Linked DNA regions of Arachis hypogaea: region 2 is linked to region 1. The links are chromatin contacts, called in public Hi-C maps. All regions are on one chromosome and are shown on one strand. Each heading gives the region's core, a stretch centred on a gene start, on an enhancer-like site or on the middle of the called end of the contact. The rest is flanking DNA. Distances are from core to core; before and after follow the strand shown. Region 1 holds the start of LOC140176183. Region 2 has its middle 48 kb from the start of LOC112722452.

Region 1 (4,148 bases), core at 1,231-3,730:
TCATCCAAGCATCGGCAACCTGGCCACTTTCAGAGGTCTCTAGGCTCATGTGGCCGAGGCCTTTGCAATGTTCATTAGAGTAAATTGGGTAAAGGAATGCTGCTTCCTAGAAATTATAATGGAGAGTGATAACTTAGAAATGGTGAATGCCTTGAAACAGTGGAAGGTAAATGAAACTTGTTTTGGTGCCTTCATAACTGATACTCTCTCTTTGGTAGGATGCTTTAGATCTATAGTTTTTAATCATGTCAAGAGAAAAGGAAATAGAGTTGCTCATGAACTACCAAAGTTGGCTCTTACCAATTCAAACATTATATGGATGGAAGATTCCCCTTATCATGTACAAAATTTAGCATGGCTCGACATTTTGGGTCCACCAGTTGAATGAAATCATAACTCTTTTCCAGCCAAAAAAAAGAACATGATATTTCAAATTTAAATTTTGAATTGAAAAAAATAAGTATATTTATAAACCTCTTCTTCTATTGTTTAATACTTTAATGTACTCATCTAGTTAGTTCTCCCCTTTCTTATTTTTTCAATCATGATCACAATGGTCATGGTGGTTGATACGGCTGCAGTGAGGTAGGTCACATGGCGCGGGATTGTAACGAAGGAGAAAGTGTTGGCGCTTGCTACAACTGGCAGGGATGAGTCATATGGCCAGGGATTTCAACCAAGGAAGAAGCAGATGTGGAGGCATGTACATTGTTGGTGGTGGTAGTGAATCTGCAACAACTATATAGGGATTCTGGGCATTTTCCAAGAGGCTGCTCAACAAGCTCCTTGAAAACAAGGTTTGATCACTTTCGATTTCTATAAATTTTTAGTTTCGAGGTTTTTCATTTGATGTTTTTCAATTTTTTTTTCAGATCTACTTTATTTTGAATTTTTTTATTTTTCGGCTTCAAATGCGTTTTGATTGCAACGCGAAGAAACAACATGAGCATCAATTACGTATGACTTCTTCATATGCATCGATCGTTGCGCTGTTCATGGTAGGTTAAGAGTGCATATCAGCTTCGTGAGGCAAGCTTCTTTTTTTTTCTTGGTAGTTGATTGTTTAAATTGTGATGACTTTCTTACTCTTTTTTTTTTTAAATTTTGAAAGCACGTGCACTAGTTTGCAAATTTGATCATGCAGCTGATTATGTGTTGAGAGTGCTATGTTTTGATTGATTATGCCTATTGATCTATATGGAGTAATGTGTTATACAACTCATGTTGTTGTGTCATCTTTTAAAGATTTTTCATTTTTATTCAAATTGTATGGCATAAGCTTGAATAGCCAATGGAATTAGACTTTTAGAGCATTTGATGAGTATGAAAGGATAGAAAATACACGTTAACTAACTCTTCAGATTTTGGTTTTTTATTTTCAAAGTAATTTATACATTATTACGCTACAAAAGGCCTTATTTTGATTATTGGCCTTATTTTCAGCATAGCCATCTCATAAAGTTTTCAAAGCAAAATCTTCAATTGATTTTGAATTTTCTTCTTTTTGCAAGTTGAAAATTGTAGAGTGTCACCAAAATATGATTTTTCTTTTTAATATGAGGTCATATTCATTTTTTACACAGTATTATCAATAAACATTGCCAGTTTTCTCATTTTAATTATTTATTCTGTGTGCCAAATACTATGAGTACTAGATGCGTTATGCGGTTCATGGAAACCAAGGTGGAAGAGAAATTGCAAACTATTTTTTAGACCAGGTAACAGAAATTTATTTGACAGTATTCTTCCTAAAATACATTTATCTGGTTGAATTTCATGTTAATGCTCAGTTTATCATGTGCTTCTGCTCATATTTTACATGAGCTTTTCTAAAGTGATTTAACAAATAATTGCAAATGATAAGGCTTTTTAAAGAATGAAAATATGAAATATAATAATTAATATCAAATGACAGGATTACATATCCAAGATGCAGAGACTATATTTTAATAGTAATTTTTAGGGTTAAGTACGATTTTGGTCCTTAAGGTAGGGGTTGAAAATTTTTTTCGTCCTCAACCTTTTTTGCTTCAAAATCATCCCTAAAGTTTAACTTATTTTTAAAATCATCTTTTTTACCAAAATTTAAATTTTTATTACCAAATTACCCCTAATTAAAAAAATAAAAAAGAAAAATGGATTAAAAGAAAAGGGCGAAGGGAATCGGGGGAGGGGGTTTTCCAGGGAAGAAAAGGGGAAGGTGGGGAAGGGAAGGTGCAGAAGAGAAGGGGAAGGAATCCGCCGCCGCTGCTCTTCGCCGCCGTTGCTCGTCGTTTGGTCCTTACCACTGCCGCTGCTGCTCGTCGTTCGGTTCTCGCTGGCAAATCTCGCTGCTCCTCTTCCTCGCGTTCTACTCCACTGGAAGCGGCATGCACTGCGATGGCTTCAACCCACCATGACGATGACGGTGGCCAGGCTCCTTTCCAGTGGCCGCGACATGCACGAACAGCGGCAGCAGTTTCTCCCTCTTCATGTCGCATCGCCGCATCATCGTTTATCCCCAATTTTGCTTCTATTTCTGGTTTTGTTAATCATATTGTTAATCACATGTTTCTGATTCTGATTTTTTTAATCCACCAATTTTGATTCTGATTCTGATTTTGTTAATCACATTGTTTCCAATTTTGATTTTTTGTTCTTCTACTTCTGGTACTTCCACATCTGGTTCTGCTTCTGTTTCTAATTTTGATGCTTTTGATTTTGCTTCTGTTTCTAATTCTGCATCTGATTCTTTGTTCTTTTAATTTTGATGCTTCTGTTACTTCAGTTTCTGCTTCTATTTCTATTTCTAATTTTGCTTCAACTTTTGTTTCTAATTCTACTTATGCTTCTGTTTCATTGTTATTGCTGAAGAAGAAGGAAAAAAAAGAGATTGCTTCATTGTTTTTGCTTTTGCTTCATTGTTTTTGTGCTTCTAATTCGAATTCAGATTCATTGTTCTTGTGCTTCATTGTTTTTTCTTTTGATTCATTGTTGCTGCTTGCTAGTGATTTTATTGTTGTTGTTGCTATTGATGGAGAAGAACAAAAAAGAAGAATAAAAATAGGGTATTTTGGTGAAGAAGAGGAAGGATATTTTGGTCCATAGGACAGTTTTAAAAATAAGTTAAACCTCAGGGACAATTTTGTAAGTAAAAAAAAGTTGAGGACGAAAAAAATTTCAACCCCTACTTTAGGGACTAAAATCGTACTTAACCCTAATTTTTAAGGTAAATCGCAGAAGTGAAATCTATGACTTCAAAAGTCGAGGTCAACATATACTGTAAGTCATGTTTAACGAATTACGAGAGGGAAGATGAACACTGAGTTGAAAAAAATTTTGTTTTTAGTTGTCTTTTAACTATTTTGAAGATCTATTTTTTGCCCCATCACTGTGGTTCCTAAACTATGATAAGATACAATTGAAATTCTATCAAGTAGATGCACAATTTGCACTTACACTAATATTTTCCCTATTTTGCTATTTTCATGCTTTTAGTATTTTCCCTGTTTTGGTATTACTCAAGTAAAGTCAATGACAACTTTGGCAGTAATAGTATGCCAAATCTCAGGTGATAATATATTGCAAAACTTATAAAGTATGTTTTTATTTCTTTTATTTTCTCTTCATCATTTTTTTCTCAATTTATTCATTATTATTATTTATTTATTTATTTATTTTTCAGTTCTAGCTATTGCATGACTTAATTATCTCTCTCTTTTTTTCTCTGTACAACATATTTTATTCTATATTTTGATTTTTATTCTAACCTTATCATGTTACAAAGACAACATTAAAATGTTCATGTGAGTCTTGGATTAATTCAGATATATCAATTCTTATTGTATTTATATGCGGTGATTCGATTTTTCGCATAAATGTGTTGAAAAAATTTGATAGCATTGATTTATTATGGGGACAAAGAAGCTCAAAAAAGTGTGTAGTACGACATTAATTTTGGTGATGTTGGCATGTTCATTAATTGTTGAAGGTGAAACTTCAGTGTTGTATGAGTCATTGTGTTAGCAAATAAAGGTTATTTGTGGGTTAGGATTCTGCAATTTTTCTTTTTTAGATGTTCTTATTGTGCATTATTTTCTTTTTTCAGGTTCAGCCCATTACGTGCATGCACAAATATAATGGAGGTCATTGATGATGATTATAATGGG
Region 2 (4,148 bases), core at 1,079-3,578, 320 kb before region 1:
CAGATTAGCAAGCCTCTGATTCAGTTCTTCATACTGGCGGAATGCACCTTTGATTAGGTTACACTGTCCAGTTAGTTGAACTTCTTCAAAGAGCTCTCTCAGAACAGAACCTCTATTCACTGGTTTTCTCTCCTTACGTTCTGAATGAACAGCAAGCTTCTTTTATCTCCTTGCATGTTGCTTGGTTCTTCCTCCAAGGTCAACACCTTGAGCCTTGAGCTTCACCAACCCACAAGCTCACTTTTTTCTTCTTAAACATCAAAGTAGGATCTTTGCTTCTGACTTCTCCAACTTGACCGAAAGCCATGTAGGAGTAACCGAGATTGTCTTCCAATGGTCAACCAAATCTGAACCATAGAGATGCAACTTGGTCCCCAAGAATCTCTTGTGACCGTGGATTTGTAGCAGTGAAGAACAGAGATCAACTTTACCTTGAATGCCATTTTCGAATAGTGCAGAGAGTTGGGAAGAAGGGATGAAGATCTGATGCATGCAAGATGAGATGGATTACCTTTAACCTAAGCTTGATTTGGATTAGATTTTCTGCTTTAGCTTCTGTGCTTCAAGCTTAAATTTTCTCTTTCTTGCTTCTTTGGTTACTAGCTTATAGAGGAAGCTTTTCTTCTCTTTCTTACTTTTTGTGAAGTTGATTTGACTTGGTCAGAAAGTAGAAGAACGTTGCATTTCAAGAGGGAGAAGACTTCAATCTTACAAAAGAAGCCTTGTGAGATGGATACGGGTTTGGATTGAATTTTCATAAAGCAACCCGGTTAGCCCATCAGATCCTTTGGCTTTGTTTCTTTTGGGTTGAGCTTGATTATTTTCCCATCAGCCTTGCTATAATTTTATTATACCATTTGGGCTGCTTAAAAATGAATTTGGCCTGCAACACAAAATAAATAATTAGCAACATATACTTATTAATTTAAACAACTCTAATTATTTATTTTGCCAAAAATAATATTTGTCATCACTAATTAATTTAGTTAATTTCTTAACTCAACAGTAAAAATTAAAAAAAAATTTATTATTATACTCTTAACATGTTCTCTTAGAGTACAAGTTAACTGATTCTTTTATTATATATATATATAGAATTAAATTTGATACATTTTTAGTATAAAATAAATTTACATATGCATCTAATTACGTAATATTATGTCATAAAAAATTATTTTTTACATTGATGGTGTAAATGATCATCTAAAAGAACATATGTAATTAAACAATCATTAGTTTATACCATCAGTACATCAAAATTAAACTCTAATTAACATCTAAAAGGTTAAAATAAAAATATACATTAAATCGATTTAATAAAAAATAAAACATTATTATAGCATTATAAATTAATGAATTTATTTAATTGAAGTTTATATCCTTAAAATTTTTTTATTCAAATCTGTTATTGTTATATTTAATTTATAAAAAATTGAATTAATAACTGCATTATTACTTATTAATATATCAATATTGATAATTAATAAATAAAAATTATTTAATATTTAATATTTTCATGTTATTTAATTTTAATTTATATGATTTGATATGTTTATACAATTTTTTTTGTTATTTTTATGTGTTATATATTTACCCCACGACTTAAAATTTTTGGATGTGTTACTGACTCCTCGTGTTGAACCAAAACAAAAAGGGGAATAAAACTAACTCTGAACAGTGAACAGATTAGAAAAACAACTAGCAGTAATTAATAGACTAATGAGGTGGTTAAGTTATTAGAGTAGGCATACTGTATCAACGACAATATTAAGAGATGACATGACTTGACTTTGCGTTTGGTATAGAACTATCTTTCTCTCTTTTGTTTGTGTTCTTTTTCTATTTTTTTCTTTATATTATTTAATTTTCTCATCCCTTAACTGGTCATTGGCCAAATCTTTTATATTCCTAATATATGGAAATCGAGATGACATAAAATTTGATTATTATGAACTGGTGAAGAAAGTGGAATCCAATTCTGAGTGTACACCTTTCGGTGAATAAAGACTGGTCATAAACTACTATATATTTACTATATACAGATCATTTCAAAGGATTAAATTTGATAGATGACATTTAAATAACTCAAACAACTAGTTTGTGTTAGACTTCACTATAAATACAAATACTTAAATTATTTTATACTTATATAGATGATAGCAATTCTTATAATTACGAAAACTCTTTACCAACCAATTCTTTGTGCACCTCAGGTTTGAGTAAAATAAAATAAATCTGTGTTTCGATTTCCTTCTTGTCCCTTTCCTAATGCCTACGAAAGCGATTGATTAGAAAGACAAAACAAGAATGGTTTTGTTTGGTCTGCTAGCTTCGTTGTTATCCATGCTATAGAAATATAGAATCGCCACCACTGACCTTCAACCACGCACTTGTAAGATAAGGCAAACCACCGATCATAAGAATATTAATTAATTATTACCAATTCACCATTATCCTTAAAACATTTATAATCACTTCAACAAGTTCTTTTTAGGGATCCTCAGGTATCATCAAATTCAATAGTATTGATGCCTATTAATAATTTTTTTTGGGTGAACAGAAGCCTGAAAAGAAAGAAAAAATGAAAAGAAAAAAAAAAAAGACAAATAATAAGGATAAAGCTCCTAACGTATATCGTCCATGAGCAATCGAAGTAGGGGAAGTGACGGTTGCAGTCAGTCTTCTATTTCACAGTTATTTAGGTAACGTTTGTTTCCATGTATTTGAACATACACTAAAAGATTGAGACTCAATATTATATTTGTAGGTCTAGAGACTGAAATTAAAAATTTAGTCTCTATTTCTAAAATTTTAGTATTTCAAGTAGAGACAGTAGAGACTAAAATTTTTAGAGATAAAGATTGAAATTTAACTAATAATTTTTTTCGAAAACACCCTCAATCCAAATTTATAATTTCAAATTCACCCTTTGTATAAATCTAATTAGGACTCCTTCTCATATGCTCCTCTTATCAAACACTGGACCACCATCGTAGGGACCCTCGTAAAGCCTCTACCATATCGCCGCTTTCAGGACCACCATTTCCTACTCCTCATCGTAGCCACTGGGACCAAAGTTAGTCGCCGTCGCATCTTCATCTTCGTAGCCACTGTGTTCACGTTTGTTCGTGTTCTCATCTTCCATTCTCTCTTTATTTGTTTTCTCTTATCTTCTTTGTTCGCGTTTTTATTGTCGTGAATGGGTTCTCTTCTCTTTGGGTTTATGGGAGCACTTTCTTCTCATACTTTCTATATGTGAAGCTTGCCTTCTCTGAGTTTTTATTTTTGTTGCAGAATTCTTTTTACATGAGGTTATAGAATATATGTAATTTGTTGCAGAATTTGTTATTGCTTTTGTTTTGAAGAATTTGTTTTACCTGAAGCTTGTCTTCTCTGGGTTTAATTTTTTGTGATTAATTCTATATATCAGTGTGATTAATTATTTATATGAAGCTTGTCTTCTCTATATTCAATTTTTGTTGATTAATTCTATTCATTGTGAATTTGTTATATCTTCAATTTGTTACTGATTTGTTACTAAAGAGTGAGATGCAGTGATAAATTTGTTATTAAGATGAACTCATGAAGAAAAAGTTATCCTGATGAATTTCTACCTATTATAACTTAGTCAGTTTGGTGCATCTAGCTTGTTTGCAATAGTTTTAATTGAATATTTTATTATATATGCCTGAATCTTCCTCTAATTTTACATGAATCTTCTTTTAGCTTGTTGTTTTTGTTTTGAAGAATTTGTTTTACATGAAACTTGTCTTCTTTGGGTTTAATTTTTGTGATTAATTCTATATATCAGCGTGATTAATTATTTGTATGAAGATTCTCTTCTTTGTATTCAATTTTTTGAGATTAATTCTATTATTTCTAAATTTGTTATATCTTTAATTTGTTACCGATTTATTAATTGTTACTAAAGAGTGAGATGCATTGATGATTTTGTTATTAAAATGAGAGCACTCATGAAGAAGTTATCCTGATGAATTTCGGTCTATTATAGCTTGGTCAATTTCTTGCATCTAGCTTGTTTGTAATAGTTTTAGTTGAACCTTTTATTATATATATGTATAAATCTTTCTCTAATTTTACATGAATCTTCCTTTAGCTTGTTGCTTTTGTTTTGAAGAATTTATTTT

Evidence for each region. A called contact is a pair of places that touch in the nucleus more often than the background predicts.
Region 2: a Hi-C map of leaf shows a contact between it and region 1, with 2.3 times the contacts expected there. The contact joins the enhancer-like site here to the promoter of LOC140176183 in region 1. A contact is called at or near these places in 2 of 8 Hi-C or Micro-C datasets (both in leaf).

Annotation. Positions count from the first base shown.
Region 1 is chr11:120,411,464-120,415,611 of arahy.Tifrunner.gnm2.J5K5, reverse strand. LOC140176183 reads right to left here and starts at 2,480. Exons shown (of 6, transcript XM_072206075.1): 1 at 2,286-2,480; 2 at 1-106. The coding sequence starts at 2,480.
Region 2 is chr11:120,727,566-120,731,713 of arahy.Tifrunner.gnm2.J5K5, reverse strand. No RefSeq gene overlaps it. Among protein-coding and RNA genes, the nearest start is that of LOC112722452, 48 kb to the left of the region's middle. Within about 2 kb of position 2,328, at least 2 of the 3 cell types and tissues checked have open chromatin away from gene starts, as enhancers often do.